Regions from separate parts of the Danio rerio genome. Here all the other regions are linked to region 3. A link is a contact called in public Hi-C and HiCAR-type data. All regions are on one chromosome and are shown on one strand. The core of a region is the stretch at or near the end of the contact, and the rest is flanking DNA. Distances in the headings are between cores, read along the strand shown.

Region 1 (3,245 bases), core at 534-3,033, 220 kb after region 3:
TTATAGGTTTTAGACTTTGTGATCAAAGTTAATCCACATTTCAGCTTTTGCTAATTTATACAATTTATTATTATTTTAATGTATTATACAATATTTTACAATAATTATTTTATTGTATTCTTGTTTTACATTTATTTATTTTTATTATTATGAATTTATAATTAAAAATCTCAAAACATTTATAGTTTTATAAAATATTTATTATTCTAGTGTATATTGATTTTACATATTATTATATATTACATATTATTATTATTCAATATTATATAATAAATGAAAATAATAAAATAATTATTTTATTGTATTTTTGTTTTACATTTATTTATTATTATGAATTTTCATTTTTAAAAATCTCAAAACATTTTTATATTTTTACATTAAAATTTGTATTATTTATACTAAAAAATAAGTAATAATAAAAATGAAAGCCAAAAATACACTAAAATAATTATTCTGGTGTATTTATGTTTTACATTTATTATTTATTTTTATGATCATGAATTTATATTAAACACAATCTCAAAACATTTTTACAGTTTAATAAAATATTTAAAATTATTCTAGTCTATTGTTTGACATTTATTGTTAATATTAATTTATATTTACAAATCTTAAAACATTTTTAGTTTTATAAAATATTTAAAATAATTATTCTAGTGTAATTTTTACTTTACATTTTTTACTCATCATTATCATTATTATTATTAATCTACATTAAAAATTCTCCAAACATTTCCAGTTAATAAAATATTCTAAAATAATACTTTTTGGGGATTTTTGTTTTACATTTATTTATTTATTATTAATATTATTATTAATATTATTTATTATTATTAATTTATATAAAAAATTTAAATCCCCAAACATTTATAGTTTCATAAAAAATATAATATTCTAGTGTATATTTGTTTTACATTTGTTATTATTTATTATTATTAAATAATATATAAAAATCTCCAAACATTTATAGTTTTATAAAATATTTTAAATTATTATTATTATTATTATTATTAATCTAAATAAAAAATTCTCCAAACATTTTAAGTTAATAAAATATTTTAAAATAATATTTTTTTTTGTATTTTTGTATTTTATTTATTTATTTGTTTATTTTTATTAATATTATTTATTCTTATTAATTTATATTTTAAAAATCTGCAAACATTTATAGTTTCATAAAATATTTAATATTCTGTATATTTGTTTTACATTTGTTATTATTTATTATTATTAATTAATATATAAAAATCTCCAAACATTTAGTTTAATAAAATATTTTAAATTATTATTCTAGTGAAATGTTGTTTTACATTATTATTATTATTATTATTATTATTATTATTTTTTTATATATAAAAATCTCCAAATATTTTTAGTTTTATAAAATATTTCAAAATAACTTTTCTATTATATTTTTGTTTTACATTTATTATTATTATTATTATTATTATTATTATTAATTAAAATCTCTAAACATTTCCAGACCCCCTTGAAAGCCCCATAGACAAAATTATTTAATGCTGAGGCGTATAAATAGGAGTAAATGTACAGTATATGTTTGTGAATCTGATATGAGTTAATCATCATCTCAGTTTCCATTCACGTATGCTCCATATCCTGCAAACGATAGCTAACGACACGAGAAATGTGCACAAGAGATGTTTTTTAGTGATTTGATGGCTGTAAATGTGCTCATATATGGATCTGTGGAGCTGCAGCACCCAGAAGTGAACACCAGGCGACCCGGAAGGTCTGAAACTCCCTCTGAAGGCAAAGCCGAAACAACATCTCAAGCTTTCAATAATTACATCTAATAAATCCTCCGTCGAGGTGTGCAAGGTATGTCTGTCGCTTTCTTCTCATCTTCACCACTGCATATTAATTTTTTGGGCACATTTGCACGACGCGCGAAAACGATGCTAGTTCTTGTAGTCCTTCGAGTGAGCAAAAAAGTTCAAATAAAAGAGAAAGCCATCTAAAAGCACGCTCGCGTTGCAACAATAACGCAATTGCACGCTTTTGCATTGATGCGTCGCGATGGAAATGTAACATTGATGCGCGTCTGTTTCCATCTGCGTGATTTGTTCGCATCGCATGATTGTTGTAGGAAGTCTCGTTTTTTTTTCTCCCTCTCTCTTTTTTTCCTCCTCCAGCCGGGCTATTCAAACCTGCAGATCTAAGTAAACAATCATTCGCGCACTTAATGCAAATAATGCGGCGTTTTACGCGTCGCGCCTTGGATCTGAACGCACGCGCTATATTTTTTTGTCGCTAAAAAAATTGGGATCTGCAGAATATGGCGCCCTGTCCTTATAAAAATAAGACAGGCTGCCATTTTTGTTTTCCTTTTGTCTGAAATTTTTAATAAAACTGTCTGAGAATGTGGGAGAGGCAGACACCGGAGACCTGCGCTCTCGCAAGGCACCAAACGCGTCCGTTCGCGTTATTTTGCGAGCGATTTCTTAATGTAATCTTTGATCAAAAGAGAGCGCGCTTTTATTTGGGAAGCTTTTCGAGGATGCCGACAGAATAAAAGAAAAAGTTGAGTAAGTTTTTCATCAGTTCATTTTGAAGACCACAAGACGTGTCAATCTCTCGTTTGATGTTTATTTGATATTTGCACGCTGTTTTGCGATGTTTATTTGCACTTTCAGTTTTTTTAAATGATATCCTGTGACTCACAGAATTGATCTAACTTCATTAAATGTCAATAGGAAGCTTTCTAGTTTGCAAGGTATAAAATGATGCGTTACATTATAATCGGTGTGTTTGTAATTATTTTTATTTGTTTTAAAGATGCATTACAATGCAATTACAGCCATAGTGCCCAAGTCCTGAAAGCATCCTTTTAACTTTTATTTATATTGCTGTTTTTTTATATCATTTAATCTTCTTTTCGACTTTTTAAATTAATGCAATTGTTACATTGTAAATGATTCCTTTTTTAAAAATGTTTTTCCATCTACAATATATATATATACAGTTGAAGTCAGAATTATTAGTCCCCTTCAAAAAAAATTATCTTTTTTTTTTAAATTTATATATTTTTCAAATGATGTTTAACAGAGCAAGGAATTTTTTCACAGTATGTCTGATAATATTTTTTCTTTTGGAGAAAGTCTTGTGTGTTTTATTTCAGCTAAAATAAAAGCAGTTTTTGATTTTTTTTTTAAACACCATTTTAGGGAGAAAATTTTTAGCCCCTTTAAGCTTTGTTTTTTCTCGATAGTCTACAGAACAAACCA
Region 2 (3,475 bases), core at 138-2,637, 130 kb before region 3:
TTCTCCCCGTGTTGGTGTGGGTTCCCTCCGGGTGCTCCGGTTTCCCCCACAGTCCAAACACGTGCTATCGGTCAGTTGAGTAAGCTAAATTGTCTGTAGTGTATGATTGGGGTCTTGAGCAATGGGCTAACAACCCACCTTATAAAAAACTAGATGTTACAAAACACCAATATAGTGTGTCTAAATATCAACATTGAAATAAATGGCTCTGGGAGTAAGTAAATATAGTTATCATCATGGCGAACTGCATAGTTATCTTTACAAAATAAAAGTCCCAAAGGGTGAAGAAGACAAAAACATGGTTCCCCAAAAAACTTTCCAGTAAGTAGTATTTTTAGAAGAACATCTGGATTTTTTATACTATTAAAAACCCTGGAAATATATTGCACGTTCTTTATACAACCCATCAATGCCAGTAAACAACCTTTATTACACTGAAAAAAATGATTCATTGGATTTACTACATTGTTTTAAGACAAGTGCTTGCAAACAATTTATATGGGCTGAATTTAAATAAACAAATCAAATTCAATAATGTTCAACTTAATTTATTTGTTTAAATTCAGCCCACAGATTACTTGCAACTACTTTCCTTTAAAAGAAATTGAGTAAATCCAGTGAATATTTTTTTCCCACTGTACTGAGTGTGTAGGTCATGGTGACATTGAGATAATAAAGCAAAACAGCACCCTTATACGAAGCAACGGTGCGAAGCATCACAGCGTAGCTTTTATTAATCAAATGATTAGAAAAGTATCGCGATGAAGCGCCATTTCTTCAAGGAGGTCATGATATGACACTTCCCTCGCGCGCGCACACGACGCACTGCAACCAATGCGCAGCTCCGGGATGCGCAATGCACATGTGCTCGGTCTCTCCATAGCTGAGAAAGCAAAACGCACAACTGCAGACTCCTTCCTGCACACATCTCAACAATGCTCCAATTTCACGATTATCCACATGAGGATTTTTCTCCATGAATAAAACGCGCGCACTAGCTTTGATTCACAAACATGTTTAATTATGGATGAATAGGAAGGAGGGTGCTTGGAGAGCCAAACATGTTTTCGGTTTAACCACACAGCTATATGACACTTCAGTGGTGTGATAATCACGTTAAAAGCGCTTGCTTTAAATGTAAATAGAACAGCAGCTCTTTGTGAGGCGTGCGGACGCAAACAGATACTATAACATTACCTTTATCCGGGATGCTCTTCATGCATTACTGGGTTGCAGGCAGCAGACGGGACGGCGCATCGCGTTGACGCTGCTGTTTAACGTTTCATCTTTTTTCGTCCTTTCTGGCGCAGTCATTTCTCAGCTTTTATCGTGCTGCTCCTCCGGTCTCCCCCTGTCCTCGCATCATCTCTCCTCCTCCCGTCCGTCGTGACGTCACGGCATCGCCTCCGCCCGCGCCAATATATCTGCAGCATCAGCATCAGCCGAAAACTGACACCTGTCAAAAACACTCCAAATGACATGTGGACCTTCAAGATGTCCTGCACATCTCACACTGCTTATTTGTCTTTTATTTATTTATTTATTTATTTATTTATTTATTTATTTATTTATTTATTTATTTATTTATTTATCATAGGCTATATTTCTTTCTTAATTTGGATTAATATAATTTTTTTTAAATAAAAAACAAATATATTATAACACAAATTCAATTAAATTCCAGTTTATTTGTATAGTGCTTTTCACAATATCATTTTTATGCAGCTTTACAAATGACGCACGCTATTACATTACAGTTAAACTTTAGGGTGAACAGTGTATATATATTACGGAGAGAAGATTTCTTCAACACATTTCTTAGCATCATAGTTTTAAAAACTCATCTCTAATAACTGATTTATTTTATCTTTACCATGATGACAGTAAATACTATCTGACTATTTTTCAAGACACTTCTATACAGCTTAAAGTGACATTTAAAGGCTTATCTAGGTTAATTAGGTTAACTAGGAAGGTTAGGGTAGTTAGGCAAGTTATTGTATAACGATGGTTTGTTCTGTAGACTATCGAAAAAAATAGCTTAAAGGGGCTAATAATATTGACCTTAAAATGGTGTTTAAAAATTAAAAGAAACTGCTTGTTGGAGTCTATGTGAGCTATAATACCTATTCTATTGAATTATCTGATTACATATGCACCAATGCAGTCATGTGTGTGTGTGTGTGTGTGTGTGTGTGTGTGTGTGTGTGTGTGTGTGTGTGTGTGTGTGTGTGTGTGTGTGTGTGTGTGTGTGTGTGTGTGTGTGTGCACTTGTGTTGCATTTAATTTGCATTTATAGACAGACAAACAAATTTGGGATCTGTTTTATTGTAAAATTATTTAATGAAAAAATAAAAATATATATTAAAAGCATTATAGTAACTATTCAAATTATGTACTTCATTACCTATATATAATATCTATTTTTTTATTTTGCTTACTTTGTTTACTAAAATATTTATTGGTTTTGTTTTTTTGCATTTTATTTGAAAATAAATTATATTTATTTAATTTGAGCTTTTAGATTTTAGGTTTTCTATCAAGTGTTTTTTTCAGTCTAATGAAAAAGGATGCTTTTAATTGCCTAATTTTTATCACACGTTATCAATTTGCATCTGTATAATAATTTTTTAGACATTAAACTATTTGGCTATAACCTATAATACATGTTAAAGGCTGTTTTCTCACTGCTTTTCACAACAATTATCAGTCTTAAGCAGCTTTTCAAAAGATGCACATTATTACATTACAGTTAAACTTAGAGAGAGTCAGTGACAGTATATATATATATAGAAAGAGAGAGATAGTTAACCTGCAGTTATACACTATATAGTGTACTTTTCTAAATGGTGGAGTCTATATGTATGCTATCATACCTTTTAAATGTGTGTGTGTGTGTGTGTGTGTGTGTGTGTGTGTGTGTGTGTGTGTGTGTGTGTGTGTGTGTGTGCATTTAATTTAAATGATGTATCATTTGTATATTTTAATACATCTTAATAGAAAAAAAATGTACATGTAACCAATGAACTGGGGAACTATTTATTTAGTCAGGGTCTTTATTTATTTAATGTAATGTCTTGCCTTAAGTCAAAAAGATCTGGTAAACCAACACCATTTTAAAGGCAATAATTAACTATATTCGCATCTTTAAAAAAAATACTTTAGTTTTTTTTCACTTGGTCGGTATTGATTATCAAATGTAAATCATTAGTACAACCTTCAAATGGAGGAAGATGGACTGAAATGACTGACCTTTGATGTAGACTAACCACACCCTAAATAATCGTTTAGAATTTTAAACCTGAATAAAATAAAATTCTAATGTATTTATACCATCCTCTTACTTATAAAACTAATGACTTTACATTGTAAAAACGATTTTAGGAGGGTGATTAAATAACTGATAAGGTTGCATAGATAACGAAACAAGAGTGCTATTGTCATATTTATGTAATAAGCCCCGCCCACAAAGCAC
Region 3 (3,255 bases), core at 96-2,595:
GAGTATTTCAGAAACTGTTGATCTCCTGGGAATTTTACGCACAACCATCTCTAGAGTTTACAGAGAATGGTCCGAAAAAAGAGAAAATATCTAGTGAGGCAGTTCTGTTGCACAAATGCCTTGTCGATGCCAGAGGAGAATGGCCAGGCTGGTTCCAGCTGATAGAAAGGCAACAGTAACTCAAATAACCACTCGTTACAACCGAGGTCTGCAAAAAAGCATCTCTGAATGCACAACTCTCTGAAACACTTCCAACCTTGTGGCAGATGGGCTACAGCAGCAGAAGACCACACCGGGCGCCACTCCTGTCAGCTAAAAACAGAAAACTGAGGCTACAATTCTCACAGGCTCAACAAAATTGGACAATAGAAGATTGAAGAAAAGTCGCCTGGTCTGATGATTCTCTATTTCTGCTGGGACATTTCGATGGTGAAAGCATGAATCTATCCTGCATTGGATCAATGGTTCAGGCTGATGTTGGTGTAATGGTGTGGTGGATATTTTCTTGGCACATTTTGGGCTCATTAGTACAAATTAAGCATCGTGTCCACACCACAGCTTACTTGAGTATTCTTGCTGACCATGTCCATCCCTTTATGACCACAGTGTACCCATCTTCTGATGGCTACTTCCAGCAGGATAACGCACCATGTAATAAAGCGTGAATCATCTAAGACTGGATTCTATAACATGACAATGAGTTCACTGTACTTAAATGGCCTCCACAGTCACCATAACTCAATCCAATAGAGCACCTTTGTGATGTGGTGCAACGTGAGATTCGCATCATGGATGTGCAGCCGACAAATCAGCAGCAACTGCGTGATGCTATCATGTCAATATGGACCAAAATCTATGCCAGGAAGTATTAAGGCAGATCTGAAGGCAAAACGGGTCTAACCCGGGAAGGTGTACCTAATAAAGTGGCCGGTGAGTGTACATGTCTAATAATATAATTTGTAATCTATAATAAAGAAGCAATAGGCTCTACAAGCTAAACTATTTTTTTATGATAAATAAAAATGGTGGGTGTTCATTTTTTAAATAAATGTATTCTTTAACAATAGCTATAGAAAATCAATGAAGACATTAAAACGCAAATGTTTTAGACAGACAGACAGACAGATAGACAGATAGACATATTGACAGATAGATAGATAGATAGATAGATAGATAGATAGATAGATAGATAGATAGATAGATAGATAGATAGATAGATAGATAGATAGATAGATAGATAGATAGATAGATAGATAGATAGATAGATAGATAGATAGATGTGTGTCCCTTTAAACAAGCCAAGTGACCACACAGATGCATTATGGGAAATGGCCAGAGCCAATCACAGTGGACTGCGCATTGTTTGAGTTCAACCGTTGTATGTGTTGACGGAAGTTTACGATCTGCTAATACCTCTTATTTCACCACATTTACCGCAACATCGTTTAATAATGTTACGTTTATCCCTCAGATACGTACAAGTACCGTATGCCATTTAGTTTGACCCGCCAATAATGAATCGCGAACTTAGCTTTTAACTGGTTGCTATGGCGACGCAATGGCGGCGCTCGAGGAGCTCGACGCTTTGCGAAAGAAGAACAGAGATTTGTTGGAAAAACTTAAGAAACAAAGCGAGAAACTGCATCAAATGATCATCTCCGACTCTCAGGAGGTGGACAGAAATCTGAGCTCTGTCTGCGAAGGATTTACCTTAAATCGAGCGCCTTTAAAAGAGAAAAACGGAGAGCAGCCGCCGCGAGCTTCAGCTTCTACAGCGAGGAAAACAATCCAAATATGCGGTCAGAATAATCTAACTGTTATTCAGTTGAGCTTTTGTGTCGATGAAGATGTATTCGATACATATCAGGGTCTTGTTTACTACTTATGACCGCAGTTTGAAGCATGTAACGTTACAGGAATCTGCAATAGTTGAACTTTTTGCTAATGTTTGCGTACTCTTTTTAGATATGTAACGTTAACGTAACTTAGATTCATGTAAATTAAATAGTTATTGTTATTTGTAATATTGTTATCTTATACAATATTAACTAATGTTGCTACTGTATTGTGATTTTAATATTTGCCTATTTATAGCTATGAATATATTAAGGGACTTAAAATACTCTGTTTCTACAGATTTACTACTTTTTTGTTTTATTCTGATAACATTTCTTCCAAATTTCAAATAAAATAATTGTCATGTATTGTTTATTTATCATTTTTCATTCATTTTCAAAATGAAGTCCACCAAATGTTGATTTATTTACTCTTCTGAACATAAAAAACACGACTTCGCCACAGCGGAACGAACCGCCAACTTGTCCAACATATGTTTTACACAGAGAATGCCCTTCCAGCTGCAACCCAATACTGGAAAACACCCACACACACACTTATTCACACTCATACACTATATGGCCAACTTGGTTTATTCAGTTCACCTAAAGCGCATGTGTTTGGACTGTGGAGGACTGTAGAGCACCCAGACGAAACTCTCACCAACTTGGGGAGAACATGCAAACTCCATGTAGAAATGCCACCTGGCCTAGCTTGAACCAGCGACCTTCTTGCTGTGGGGGGACAGTGCTAACCACTGAGTCACCATGTTGTCTGAATGTCGCCTTACACCAAGAAGATCGCTGGTTTAAGTCCCGGCTGGGCTAGTTGGCATTTCTGTGTGGAGTTTGCATGTTTTCCCCGTGTTGGTGTGGGTTCCCTCCGGGTGCTCCAGTTTCCCCCCCACAGTCCAAAGGCATGCATTATAGGTGAATTTTATAAACTAAATTAGCCGTAGTGTATTATTTGAGAGTGTATGAGTGTTTCCCAGCTGGAAGGGCATCTGCTGTGTAAAACATATGCTGGATAAGTTGGCGGTTCATTCCACTGTGGCAACCCCTAATAAATAAAGGGACTAAGCCGAAGGAAAATAATTGAATTAATGTCTGGGGACGTTTCTATATTTTACATTTTCTGCTCTACATGACAACAGTTGCATTTAAAATTGGGAAGAAATATCATCAGTTGAAATTTTTGAGGTTCTTTAATTAAAATTTATTTAAGCACATATCTAAATCCAGTACATCCAGATAATTTTTAATAGAGTCTCTTATTTTTGCACAGCTGTATACACTTATAACTTAAATAATTGTTCCCAATTTAATGACTCCATCAAATACAAATGTTAAATTACAAGCATAGAAGTCATATTAAATCAATGTAAAGTGCATGATTTTTATGTTTCAAATAACTTGTGAG

The links. Hi-C and Micro-C count contacts between places; a contact is called where the count stands out from the background. HiCAR-type assays count read pairs that join an accessible place to other places.
Region 1: a contact with region 3 is called in a Hi-C map of an unstated tissue, with 5 times the contacts expected there. The contact joins the promoter of znf362a here to the promoter of miip in region 3. A contact is called at or near these places in 1 of 18 Hi-C or Micro-C datasets (an unstated tissue) and 1 of 4 datasets of contacts at active chromatin or transcription factors (embryo).
Region 2: a contact with region 3 is called in a HiCAR-type map of caudal fin, with 4 times the contacts expected there. The contact joins the promoter of slc45a1 here to the promoter of miip in region 3. A contact is called at or near these places in 1 of 18 Hi-C or Micro-C datasets (an unstated tissue) and 2 of 4 datasets of contacts at active chromatin or transcription factors (caudal fin and embryo).

The regions. Positions count from the first base shown.
Region 1 is chr11:42,950,289-42,953,533 of GRCz12tu, reverse strand. It overlaps znf362a (zinc finger protein 362a), which reads left to right and starts at 1,783. Exons shown (of 9, transcript NM_001077733.1): 1 at 1,783-1,839.
Region 2 is chr11:43,298,799-43,302,273 of GRCz12tu, reverse strand. slc45a1 (solute carrier family 45 member 1) reads right to left here and starts at 1,387. Exons shown (of 10, transcript NM_001374639.1): 1 at 1,198-1,387. All of the region lies in intron 3 of LOC141376672 (a long non-coding RNA gene), which reads right to left.
Region 3 is chr11:43,169,268-43,172,522 of GRCz12tu, reverse strand. It overlaps miip (migration and invasion inhibitory protein), which reads left to right and starts at 1,345. Exons shown (of 17, transcript XM_073917125.1): 1 at 1,345-1,799. The coding sequence starts at 1,559. The region is part of intron 1 of LOC141376672 (a long non-coding RNA gene); the gene reads right to left.